Linked DNA regions of Mus musculus: all the other regions are linked to region 3. Evidence: chromatin contacts called from public Hi-C and Micro-C data. All regions are on one chromosome and are shown on one strand. The core of a region is the stretch at or near the end of the contact, and the rest is flanking DNA. Distances in the headings are between cores, read along the strand shown.

Region 1 (4,464 bases), core at 1,366-3,865, 130 kb before region 3:
CTTTCGGGATCTTCGTACCTGAGTGTGTCATAGGCAAATGTCCTGGGAGCAGCAACACACTTCAGGAGCCCTTGGATGTCCCTTCCCTGTGTGACCCATGCATGGTTGACACTTTCAACCTCGAGTGTCCTTACTCTCTGTTTCTGGGGGAGTTAAAGGAACGGGAGAGTTTGAGAACAGCTGGGCCCTCCCAGTTGCTGGGAGGTTATTTTAAGCTTTGGTTAATATATCCAGAGACCCAGATGGTGTTTTCAACCAAGCTGCTTTATTAGATCTCGTGATAAAATATAATAGTGTTTATTGAAAAGGCTGACACGCGTCCACAACATTATGTGTAAAACTTGCCCTGAGAAACATTTCTGATCAAAGGTCTGTTTTGATGGAGTCCTTTGTGAACCCTGCAAGTTTGCTAATTTCTTTACAGACCTGAAGATTAGGCCTTGGGGTCAACTTTTGGAGCAACTCAAACACAGGTATTGAATCATCAACATTAACTCTGATTTTAGGGCCCTGCCCATTGATAGAGCACAGCAATATGAAGTATGAAAGAGGATTTTAATGAGATTACTTGGGCATAATATGCAGGAAAAAATGGATCTGGCTATCCCAGGGATATAAAAATGAACGTAGAGAGCCAGGGCTTCAGTGTCAGCATCAGCCAATAGCCTTATGGGTAGATCTTTATCGCTCAAGCCTGGCCAGTGGGCTTACACTGCTGGGCTTACATCCCAAAGGGGCCTTTTAAATCATTTCATCTGATGTTTACTCTGCTGTTTATGAGTAAATGCATCTCTGTAATATGCACAACACTTTTAAAAGTTAAAGCTCATATTTTCTGGGTCTTTAAATATCATGTACCTCTTAGGGTTTCTAGTGATGTCACCTTTTGGAGCAATATCTATATTTGTATAAAGAGAAAATAATTCAGGAACACTCAACCATCAAAGAGGATCTTTCCCTTGGCCTGGAGTCTCGGAGGTTTTGACTTTTCCCTTTCCAAGTCTTTCCTAAGAAGCGTTTTGTGCAAACATAATATTGTTATTGCTTTTCTTATTGTTCTCCTCCAGCAAGAGTCCTGATTTTCTAGCTAGTGCTATCTAGAGCTATATTTAGGGTTTCCAAAGGGAAAAGGAAAAGGGAAAAAAAATCTGAAAGCAGAGGTACAAAGTTTAGTTTATTCAGTAAAGGATCTCAAAATGTACCGAGAGGAAAATTTTCAAACTAATGGTTCATGTCTCCAATATAGAAGTACTCTCCCAAATCAAGAAGAAAATTCAAACAATTTAATACAAAAATTGTCACCAACAAGTGCACAAAGAAGGCAATTAACCTTACTGTAACCAGATCAATCTAAATAAAGAGAATAGCTATGTTAAGAGCATTGAAAATGCTCAAGAGTTGGCACAGCTGGGGGAAGTCATCATGTTTATTACATATTGTTAGGGAGCACTAACAGACACAACTATTAAGTTAGCTGGACAGTAAATATCTTAACTAATAAAGTCTTTAAAACAAATAACAGTCTCTGCTCTCCATTTTTATGAACCAACCCTGAGGCTGTGTGACTTCCCCTGGTCATTCAGGTGACAAGCTACAGCATTGCAGATAAAATCCAGGCCTTTTCCTGTTTTTACCGTGTTTCATGAAAGGCTGTGTGCTGCTGTTGGCGTGTTAGTTTTGTTGTGTGTTTGGTTGGTTGGATGGTTAATTTTTTGGTGACTGAGATAGAGGGTAGTTTGTGTTGCCCAGGCTGGCCCTGTAAGCTCATATGATCCTTTAGCCTATTTCTCCTGTACTTGGTTAGTAATATCTTTAATAATGAATATAGCTATATGGTATAATATATGACTGCTTTAACTAGAAAGTGTGTAACATAGAATGCAAAGCGGCCCTTCTCCTTGCCCTACCACAGCACACACAGATATGCCCACTGTAAGTGTTTAGAGTCCAACCGTACTTGCTGATCTTCTATACAAAACAATGGGATCCTGCTTCGCCTGTGAATGTTTCTCCAGTTAGCAAGCTGCCATGCACACATTTCAGGTACCAAATATCATCCCACTTCCTCTGTTTTCAGATTTTAATAGAATCATTGTATCACCATGTCATAAGTCATTCGCCACTTCTCTGTTACGTTATGGAATGCAGAGATTGTTTTCTAGTGTTCTCTTAGCAAAGTGCCGCAGTGAGCATTGGTGAACACAGGCTTTCACAAGTGGACTTAAACATCTACAGCACTGACTCTTAGATGAACACACTCCTGGGCTACTCGCCTCCATAGTTTCTAAGGTGCTTGGTGGCTTAATGTAATGGATTGTTAAGGATTATTATTTTTTGAATACTCATCTAACACAAGCAAAAATATTTTGCTTTGATGAAAAGGAGGCAGAGTGTAATTTTTTTAACTGTGGTTTTTCTGACCAGAGGCTCCTGAGTTGATCTGCTGACTACAGTTTCTTCCTATGGCTTCCTCTTGACTTTTGGTGTTTCTCCAGGCTGCTGGCAAGCTGGGTGGCAACTGCCGCAGATACCATCCCTCCCTGGCCAGCTGTGCCCACACACACATGCACTCCTCTCAATGATCCTTGAGTGCCCGCAGTTGTTCCCCCAAAGACTGACTCAACCCAAAGGACTTTCCTGATCCAGTCTATGTGTTGTGTCTCCTGAAGGGAGCAAGCTGGGTCCACACCATGCTTTTCCACATTTAACCTTCTTGCCCACTCAGCCTTTGTGAAGACATCAATCCAGGCCTGACCCCACTGCCCTTTCCTGAAGCCAGACCTTAATCTGATCATTTATTGAAGATTTTTTTTTTTGACCTAATGGACTGGGCCATGTGAGAGATTATTGAGAGAAACAGGCCCAGCAGAGACTGGAGACTCCACGCTAATCTAGCTAATCAGCCGAGGAGTCTGAAACTGCACAGCTGTGGGGGCTCACCTCGCTTTCAAGCACTTGGTTAAAATATTTGTGAGGGGCTTGTGCCTGAAGCTCTGCTCAGTGTTTGGTGAGGAGGCACGCTGTTCTTTGGGAGGGAGCTCTCAAATGAACAGTGACAGATGCAGACACGGAAGGTCTAGAACGGCTGTCGTAAATAACAGTAAACTGTTTAATCTTGCTGAGTTGTAAATCTGATTGCAGAGGTCTTTAGTTCACCAGTTCAGTGGAACATAGGATGAAGGGTGGGGCCCCTTAGGAAATGGGCAGTTACTATTTCCCAATTGGACAGAAACTGGTCTGAGGAGATTCATTTAAAAAAACACACATTCATGAATTTTAATGGACTGTAATAAGCACTCAGAGAAAATTTACAACTTTAAAGAGATTTTAAAAATCTTATGTGAAATACTTTACATAAAATCTACCTATAAAATGGGTGTGGATATACATGTGTGCCTAGGGCCCACTCTCCCTACCCCCACAAAGCTGTATTTTTTCCTTGAATATGTTGCAGAGGAGTCTTCATTTCTTTTTCTGTTATTGTATAAGCTGCCATGACTAGAACAACTTAAAGGAGAAAGGGTTCATTGTATCTCAGAGGTCAAAAGACAGAGCTCATCTCGGCAGGGCAATCCTGGCAGTGAGAGCTTGAAACAGCTGGCCACACTGCATTCCTGGAGACCAGGCAACAGACAGATCAAATGTATGCCAGCGTGCCTCAGCTTCTCTCTTCTCCACTTTATACAGACCTGGATTCTCTGCTGAAGGAACAGCCTGATCCAGTTAGGGGAAGGACTGAAGGAGCTGAAGGGGATGGCAACCCCGTAGGAAGAACAACCATATTCACCAACCTGACCTGCCAGAGCTCCCAGAGACTAAACCACCAACCAATGAGTACACATGGAGGGACCCATGGCTCCAGCGGCATATGTAGCAGAGGATGGCCTTAACTGGCATCAATGGGAGGAGAGGCCCTTGATCCTGTGGAGGCTCGATTCCCCAGAGTAGGGGAATGCTAGGACAGTGAGGCAGGAGTGGGTGGGGGAGCACCCTCATAGAAGCAGCGGGAGGAGGTTAGGATAAGGGGTTGTGGAAGGGAAACCTGGAAGGGGGATAACATATGAAATGTAAATAAGTAAAATAACCAATAAAAAATAATAAAAATGATGAGCCTTAATGTAAACAAGACAATCTCCCCTCTCAGGCAAGCCCAGAGGCCTCTCTCTAAGTGATTCTAGAGTCTATCAACTTGACAAGGAACACTAACCATCACAGAGGACAGAGCAGAATCCCAAATGTCAGAGGTGGTTGAGGACATTATAGAACCAAGATAGACACGCAGCTCTTCCCTGGAGACCCGTGTTTCTAGAACATTCAGTAGAACTGGGGATGGAGTGAGAGCAGGAATAGGAGGTGTGTGAGTCTGATGGATCGAGGCAGGCCATTGTCACAAAGATGGGTTTGTGAGCTGAGCTCAGTGACAACGGTAAGTCAGTACTACAGCCTGGTACACACTAGAGAACA
Region 2 (4,201 bases), core at 1,223-3,722, 150 kb before region 3:
CTGGGTGGCTCTCTCTCTCTGTGTGTGCATGTGTGTGTGTTTGTGTGTGTATGTATGTTTAACACACTTCTAGAATCTGCTACTGCCCTTGGACATTTGGAGACACTGGCAGGTGGCAAACTGGATCTCAGGGGGCAGGAGTCCTGTTTTTCTGGCTGCCTTTTCTTCTCTTCTCTTCTCTTCTCTTTTTTCTTTCTTTATTTTTCTTCCTCTCTATCTCTTCCTTCCTTCCTTCCTTTTAATTATATATATTTTATTAGATATCTTCTTTATTTACAATGAGGAAATGTTATCCTCTTTCCTCATTTCCCCTCTGAAACCCCCCATCCCATCTCCCCCCCTCCACTCACTAACCCACCAATTCCCGCTTCCCTGTCCAGGCATTCCCTTACACTGGGACATCATCGATCCTTTACAGGACCAAGGGCCTCTCCTCTCATTGATGTCCCACAAGGCCATCCTCTGCTACTTATGCAGCTGGATCCATGAGTCCCTCCTTGTGTACTCTTTGGTTGGTGGTTTAGTTCCTAAGAGATCTGGGGGTCTGGTTGGTTCATATTGTTCCTCCTATGGGGCTGCAAACCCCTTCAGCTCCTTGGGTCCTTTCTCTAGCTCCTACATTGGGGACCCTGTGCTCCGTCCAATGGATGGCTGTGAGCATCCACTTCTGTATTTGTCAGGCACCGGCAGAGCCTTTCAGGAGACAGCTATATCAGGCTCCTGTCAGCAAGCACTTGTTGGCATCCACAATAGTGTCTGGGTTTGGTAACTGGATATGGGATGGATCCCCAGGTGGGACAGTCTCTGGATGGCCTTTCCTTCAGTTTCTGCTCCAAACTTTTTCTCAGTATCTCCTACCATGGGTATTTTTTATCCCCCTTCTAAGAAGGACCGAAGTATCCACTCTTTGATCTTCCTTCTTCTTGAGCTTCATGTGGCCTATGAATTGTATCTGTGAATTTTGAATTTGAGAAGGGGTGTGCTATGGTTTGGGTAAGCGTCCCTGTAGTCCCTAGGGCTAAAGGCTTGAGTATAGGCACCAACCTTAGGGTAGGAATTGGTAGGCGGAGGCTAGCTCAGTGAGGGTAAGTTCTAGAGGGGATCAGGGACCTTCCCCTTTCCTGTTTCTTAGTTTTCCACCATGACATGGACAGGCCTTCTCTGCCACATGCTCCCACCATGACAGGCTGGCTTATCACTAGACCAAAGCAATAAGGCCAAGAGAACATGGGTAAAACTTCTAGCCCTGTGAACCAAAATAAGCATTCTGTCATGTTGGTTACCTTAGACAACTAGTGATGTCTGAAGAGCTGACAGACACAGGCTGTCTGGTAGACACAGGTGGGAAGGGTGTAGGGCCACTGGCAGTGTAGCTAGGCTCTGAATCCCAAGACCACTATTCATGACACAAAATGAACAATAAAACGTATTGGAATTTAGCAAGAATGCACGTTCTTCTCTTTGATTTGAGTTATGAAAAAAGCTCCTCCAAGGCAAATCGAAGCCAGAGTCAGTCGCAGTTGCATTTCAACAAGGATCCCATTAAAGGAAGGACTTAAACTTCTGCCTTTCATATAGCAAAGGACTAATATTTCTATTGTTAACTGTGGGGTCCAGGAGTTGAAAGGCGATAGTGACTGAATCTTCCCCACTTTGGCTGGCTTAGAGTCAGGGCCTGGGACGGACAGGTGGCTTAAAGGAACCGCTCCTGGGCAAGGCTGCCATCTGCAGAGAGGGTGGAGATCTGTTTTATGTTAACCTTAAAGGGGAGAGGGAGGGGGAGGTGGAGGTAGAGGTGGAGGTGGAGGGGGAGAGAGGGAGAGGGAGAGGGAGAGGGAGAGGGAGAGGGAGAGGGAGAGGGAGAGGGAGAACAAAGAGAAGATGGGGAGGCCAGAGGTCAGTGCTGCTCCCTGTGGGAAAGATTCTGCAGTAGTCATGTGTGCCTTTAAGGGCAAAGTTTCTTTGTAATATGTCCCTTTTAATCAGAAGACTCTGAAAATAAACTAGTTATGAATCAAAAAGGCAGCTCCTAAAGTCTGGGCTTGTTTTGAGTTTTGTGGGGTGCCTTGATTGCAAAGAAGCAATGCTTCATTTCTTGCTCCAGATATAAGGCAGGATTCCCTAGGCTATCATTTCAGATGTCAGGAACCTTGAATGGAACAAACAAACAAACAAACTTTTCTCTACACAGGGTTTCTCCCCATTGTTTAGTAGAGCCTGGTCTAATATTTCCTCCTTAATATATCCTAGAATCCGTGTTTCTCTCAAGTGATGACAAACCAATCATACAGCCTTCCTGTCACTGTTGTCACAGGAAGATCTGCAGATCTTCGCGGACACGCGTCTGCTGCATTTCTTGGCTCCTCCTTTAGGTGGCGCTGTTTGACCATTTTCTCCACTGGTGCCTCAGTACTTGGGACCACATTCAGAAGAGGAGATTGACCCCCGTTGTTGATAAAACCCCACTTTCCCTTTCACAGGATGCTCTCTTTGCACGGAGTACAGCCAGCCGGTGCTCTTTCTGCATTGCAAGCCCGAGACATCTCTCTGTTGCAATAAAAATAAAGACTTCTGAATGACGTACTGCTGCCTGCTCTGTCGTTGCTCTGTCTGAGTCGCCGGGCAGCGGTGGCAGCCTTTAAAAACATAAGTGGATGGATGGTAAAGTGGGATGGGGTGGGGTGATGCGAGGAGATCTGCAAGTCACAGAATGTGGACTGATCGTTGCCATATAAAATAAGCTTGAAGAAGTAGCCTGAAACTGTGCAGGAAAACAGAAAAAGGAGAATTTGCTGTGGGGAGTTATCGGGAGAGGTCATTGTGGGCTGTTCCATGCACAATAACCATAGACTGCTTTTTAAATGTGTGTGTGTGTGTGTGTGTGTGTGTGTGTGTGCTTGCACAGTTCCATGCAGTTGTTCATATTTTCTTTTACAGTCAGAAAGTTGATTTATCTTCTCTTCTTATGGACTTCCTCCTAAAGTTGGAAGCCCCTTGAAAGCTCCCCTCCCCCGTTTATTTATTTATTTACTATTAACAACCATCTTTTGATTCTAGAGTATTAAAGGACAGTTGAACTTTGGGACTCTGGCTCTGGGTGGGGTTGGCAATGGAAGTACAGCATTTCTCAGGAGCTCACTGCTTGGGGACTTCACTCTTGACATTGTGATTCCTGCCCGGCATGGTGGCAGGTGTTGGCTGTTGTAGCCCTTGGAAAGCTAAAACAGAATTGATAGCCTAAGCTATAGTGACACCCAGTCTCAAACAGGACAACACAAAACTGACCCAAGTGTTAGCTTTTTACTTTTGCACTGTTTATTTCAAAGCAGTAGGCAACTTTGGGCTTGTTGTTAATTGTCTTTCATAGAAGATCAAGCTAAGGGGACAATGTAACTGACAAACTTGCTTCACCCACCCCTGGTGCCAGCGGCCAGCATCCCATGGCACTAGTAATGGGGTTGTACTGATTTGGCACCTACTGAGAGCATATTTGACCCATTATCTTTTCAGAATAAGATGCAATATCTCTTGTGTGGAATGATCTGGAAGGGGCCTGGTGCGCTCAGTTTCCTTCCAACACACGTTTGGTGAGATGAATTAGCCGTTTAAATCAGGAGATTCAGCAATTAGAGTCCATTTTTTTTTAACCCCAGAGAAGAGGAAGATATTTGCAGCTGTTTCAGAGAACGCTAAATCAGAGGCTGGTGGAACGTCGCTCTCCCTGAAGGCTTCCATTCCTCGGCAAGCAATCTGTGGGTTGCACATTGAACTGTGGGAGCATGAAGTGCTTGCTTCCGGGAAGACCTGGTGCCTCAGATGTTAGCCATTAGGTCCCAGATGTGAGATTTTTCAAGTTAAACCGAAGCAGCTCTGGTAGGAAGGCCCCTGTCTGATTATCCGTGCCTTCTGTCTCTGGATAGTCATCTCAGAAAAGCCAGATTTCGGCAGAAAAGTTGTTGTTGTTGAACATCGTGCAGCTGAAATCCTTTAAGAATAATAGAAAACACGGGGTAGGACTGGGTACATCGTGCACTTCAACACGATGTAGAGGCCACGGGCTTCCTAATAATAAGCCAAGATAAACAAAAATCCTCACGTGTGTTGAAAATATTACCTTCTCTTGTTAGATAGAGAGCTGAGCCCAGCCATATATCCTCTCCAGTGGTGACAGATTTTTCTGATTATGATTATAATATCAAAG
Region 3 (4,565 bases), core at 8-2,507:
TCTATAGCTTAATTTGGCCTGGAACTTGGTATATATCCTAGGCTGGCCTCGAACTTACCAACTGCCTATCTTTCTGCCCTCCTCTTTTTTTTAAAAAAAAGTATTTCTTTGTGAGAATTTCACACTTGAGGACTGTATTTACATCATTTCCCTACTCTCTTCCCTCTGCAACTCTTCCCATGTTTCCCCACTCCCTCACAAACTCACGACCTCTTCTTCTTTATTTCTTATTGTCACATGCATGTATGTGTATAATAATAAACATGGTGAGTCCATTTAGTTTTGCTCATATTCACATTATTCGGGGCTGGCAACTTGGAGATGGGTAACCCATCTCAGGGGCTGATCCCTGGAGAAGACAGACTCTTCTTTTAGTAGCTATCAACCAACTGTAGCTCTTCATCCAAAAGTGGGACCTTCTAAGATTTTCCCCATCTATTTTGGGATGTTGGCTGGTATTGTCGTTATATAGGTCTAGTCTAGGTGACCACATTGTTAAGATTTCATGGGTACAACTCCTTGTGACATACAGAAGACTCATGTTGATCCTACGACACCCTTTTCATGATGTTTCCTTAGCCTTAGGTGGAGGGACTGTGCTATAAATGTATCAGTTGGGAATGGGCATGCCAAAATCTGTTGTTCTCTTCATTGTAAGCTGGTTGTGGATTTCCATAATGGTTTCTGTCTATTGCAAAGACAAGTGTTTTTGATGCAAGATGAAAGCCACACTTACTTGTGGGTATAAGTCTAAGTATTTAAATGCAGTTGGGAATTATACTGGTTTAGGAATGTGGCAGTCATAGGTTCTCCGCTAAGGTCCATGACCTCACCAGCCAGAGTTAGTTGGTTAAGTTTATGGTGCCATTTTCTCATATTGAGTGAGCCTTAAATCCAACGAGGTGATCTTCCACCGTCTTTATGAATTATCTTACTTGTTCTCCCTATGATATCCATCTGAGAAAATGGGAATAATAGATGGCTACCACGTGAAATCAGTAGGAAAATCAAACATTACCTGTAAATTCCTGGCACCAAAAAAGGACTCTAGTAAGTGATTAACTTAACTTACTCAAGCAACCTTGAGAGCACTGGGGATGTAACAGAGGGTGAACATCTTACTACCTTGACCCCCAACACTGTAACAAATGAAACAAAAAGAACAGAGCTGAGCTTTGATGAGTCACATATAACAAGAAAAGCAAAGAGAAAATATACTTGCCAGGGTGTCATGTGAAGATCTGAAAGGGCCTCTGGTTTCTGAGTCATCTCTCAGTGATTCAACTCACATTACCCTCTCCTCCATCATCCCCCTCCACTCCCCACCAACACATACATTCTGGTTCAGGAAGGGAAAGGTTCTTTAAGGCAGCTTAGACTCCCTCTTTGACCTTAATTTGAGGTCAGAGTCAGAAAACAGATAATGGAAAAAAAAAAAGTCATTCTACATGCCAACCAAATTGACCCTAAAATCCTGTTGTGGTGATAAATCCCTGGCCTGCTCAATGGCCTTGGAAATGTTCAGGGAAATCTGTCCTGCCTGAGACCCTGAAAAAGTTGGAGGCAAGAAGGAAGCCCTAAGGCACTCCACCCCAACTTGAATTCTCAGGGACTCCTTTGTCCTGATTATGGCTTTCTAGCCTTCATGGGATTTACTATGACTGTTTTAGGCTTCTGGGTGAACTAAGGATCTACTGCCTTTAGAAATAGCAACTTAATAAGGCTTGGTACCACTACCATCATTTCATATCCAGGGCTAGGCGCTGTGTCCCTTTTACCACCAACATCCCAAGGGACATTTTAGTGCCGAGACAGTCTCCTATCACTGAGTTGTCCTGTCTGTTTGTAGCCTTGGTCCTGTCTTTTCAGTTCCCATAGCTAGGAGACTCTTCCAATCCTAACAGTAGGAAAATTTCAGTCTTGGTTCTGTGAAGGAAGGGCAGCTGGGAAAAGTGGCCAGACACTGAGAGCTGACAGATTGCCACCATTATGGTTGAACTTGTAATTACTGTAGAACTTAGAAAACATGATTTTGAGAACTTAGTTGGGCATACATATTCGGAGAACTAATGTAGGGCAGGAATCTAGGAAGCTCTTCAGTGGGAGATGACATTTAAGCCATGCCCAGAAGAGTAGGCAGGAGCTGACCCAGTGAAATCATTGCGTCAAACTCTGAGTCTTTCCTCAATGGAATATAATTATATGGCTGGTTAGCTTTCTTGGCGAGATTGATTAGAGACAGTCTCATGTGGTATTATGATACCTACAATTATAATTTTCTACTTCAACAGTTCTGCAACCCTGTAGTCATGGCAAACGAAAACAACTTGGCTCTCTGCTTTGCTTTGCTAAATATGCCTGTTAGTAGGATGTCTTGAAAACTATTGGAAAAATATTTCCTAGTAGTATCCAGTTTCCCTGGGATTTTCCTATTTGTCCTTTAAGCACTAAACACATAGTCCGTTCTTTATAATTACCTACCTGTTAGCTACTGCTATGAAAAATAGAGTAATGGTATCATAGTTTCTTGTTAGGTGGGAGGCCCTCCTTCTGCTTCTAGAGAGTTCAGTTACAGTGAGTTAACCTCTCCTGGCAAAAGCTGATAGGTTTACGGCTGTCTTCTAAACTATAAAGAGCCTCTAAGTGGTCTTCAATCAGAGGCACCTCATGATGAAACTCTACTGTCTCTATATGATCATGTTAATAAAAGAGGGAAGGTTGCATATTCACACAGGAACTAGGGGAGTAAGTGCTGCTGTGACTAGGGTGTGGGGTGTGGGGTGTGAGGTGTGGGGTGTGGGGTGGTATTTCTGAGCCCATGGTCTCCCAGGCCCAACACCAGTGTGATGTAGAGTAAACAGGGATGGGCAATAATTCCAACCAAGAAATGAGCGAATATACCCAATCTGTTTCCCTTGCCCACATTTTATGGCTATGATTTAATGAGGAAAATCCAATCAGCATCTCATCACTTAAAGTAGCATTTGCTAGATTCGATCTTTGAGAGAGCATCTAAGGGGTCCTTTGGTTTAATTTTCTCCAAACAATTCTTTCATTCTTTCTGTTGGACTCAAAGGGGCCTGTTGATTAAAAAAAAAAAAAAAAAAAAAAAAAACAACTTTTTATGATTCTTTTTGAGTTTCCCTCATGTACCCCAGTCTCACTCATCTCCCTGTCCCTTCATATTAGCTCTTTGCCCTTGAAATCTCCCCCTCAAAACAACACACAACAACAAAGCACAGAAAACATCTCATTGTGGAAGCTGTAGTGTGTCACAGTGTGTCCCACAGTATACCCCTCTGTTCACACATCTTCACTTGCTAATCTTCATTTGCTAATGTTTGTAGCTTGTCACTGCTACTTTATGGGTTCTTCTTTTCCCTACCCTTTATCCCCCTCCCCCAGTTCACTCCCTATCACGAGATGGGAGAGAAAGAAGGCAAGGAGAGAGACAGACAGACAGAGACAGAGAGACAGAGAGACAGAGAATGAGATCTGTGACTCTAATTTCTTTCTTCTTGTTTCTTCATTGACCACAACTGCTAAAAAGAAAAAAAAAAAACCACAACCAACCACCAACCCTGCCTCTTGGGGCACAAGCATTTTATTTTCCTCTGAAAAGTATCCAAAATTCCAAATGTCCCACAACCACAGACACTATCAGCAGTTGGCAAAACCACAGCTCTGCTAGAGCACGAGGCAAATCACAGTCAGCTGCTGTGGAGTAGCCCTGTATCCTACACCTGGGATTAAAACAAAAACATATTCTAATAATACTTCTGTGTTTATTATTTTAAGGGACAAAAATTCCAGAATTCTCACTACAAATGTTTATTGCAATGAGTCACTGGTGTGGTTGGGAAGATCTCTGGCTTCTGTAACACCATCAATATTGGATCTTCTTTGGCATACCTCCCAATTATCCTGTTGTTGTCATGGAGATCCCACAGCTTTCAAACAGCAGGACCTTTTCAAGTGTCCCAACCATTTGCAGATGATATAGATTTTAGGGTGGGCCAATTCAGAGCCCTGGATCTGAGCCTGTGTGGTAGCTGAACTGGTCAGCCTGCTGGCTCTCCCTTTTCCTCACCACCAGGGTGAGCTCTCCAGCACTGCTTTGGCTAGGCCACCCAATGCCATCATCAGTAAGAGGCTAGGTCAGCTCTCTTGCTCTTATGCCCTCAAGGCTGGCTCACTTGCACCTATACCTTCAGAGCCAGTTCCACTATGCTGCCCAGTCAAGGTGTGGGGCTCACTCTTTCAAGTGCTGCAGCCTGTGAGGGGCTGGGCTGCTCTCACACCCTTGGTGCTGGCTCACCCATGCCTTTGCCATAAGGGCCAGTTCCACTGTACTGCTCAGGCGAGGTGCCGTGCCCACTCTCCTGTGTGCTAGCTACAGCTAGTGCGGAGGCACGGCTAACTCTCCCACTCTCATGACCTCAGGCCCAGCTCTCCTGGCTATTGCAGATGGCAAGGTGGCGGGTAGGTGGGTGGGTGGGTTGAATGAGAATGGCCCCCATAGACTCATGCATTTGAATGCTTTGTCTATAGTTGGTGAAACTGTT

What was found. A called contact is a pair of places that touch in the nucleus more often than the background predicts.
Region 1: a contact with region 3 is called in a Micro-C map of muscle stem cells, with 2.7 times the contacts expected there. A contact is called at or near these places in 7 of 39 promoter capture datasets (the HPC-7 cell line, cranial neural crest, frontonasal cranial neural crest and 4 more), 3 of 484 Hi-C or Micro-C datasets (embryonic fibroblasts, muscle stem cells and stem cell-derived motor neurons), 8 of 130 datasets of targeted methods (the NIH/3T3 cell line, craniofacial prominence, embryonic basal ganglia and 4 more) and 1 of 9 other capture datasets (embryonic stem cells).
Region 2: a contact with region 3 is called in a Hi-C map of bone marrow-derived macrophages, with 43 read pairs. A contact is called at or near these places in 3 of 39 promoter capture datasets (the 3T3-L1 cell line, hippocampal neurons and maxillary cranial neural crest), 17 of 484 Hi-C or Micro-C datasets (the AML12 cell line, CD4 T cells, the CH12 cell line and 10 more), 16 of 130 datasets of targeted methods (CD8 T cells, the NIH/3T3 cell line, bone marrow-derived macrophages and 13 more) and 4 of 9 other capture datasets (adipose tissue, liver, macrophages and 1 more).

Annotation. Positions count from the first base shown.
Region 1 is chr19:24,847,127-24,851,590 of GRCm38.p6, reverse strand. The region is part of intron 1 of Pgm5 (phosphoglucomutase 5); the gene reads left to right. Among named protein-coding and RNA genes, the nearest start is that of Gm52405, 9.5 kb to the left of the region's middle.
Region 2 is chr19:24,869,657-24,873,857 of GRCm38.p6, reverse strand. No RefSeq gene overlaps it. Among named protein-coding and RNA genes, the nearest start is that of Pgm5, 9.9 kb to the right of the region's middle.
Region 3 is chr19:24,717,358-24,721,922 of GRCm38.p6, reverse strand. All of the region lies in intron 9 of Pgm5 (phosphoglucomutase 5), which reads left to right. Among named protein-coding and RNA genes, the nearest start is that of Gm38581, 12 kb to the right of the region's middle.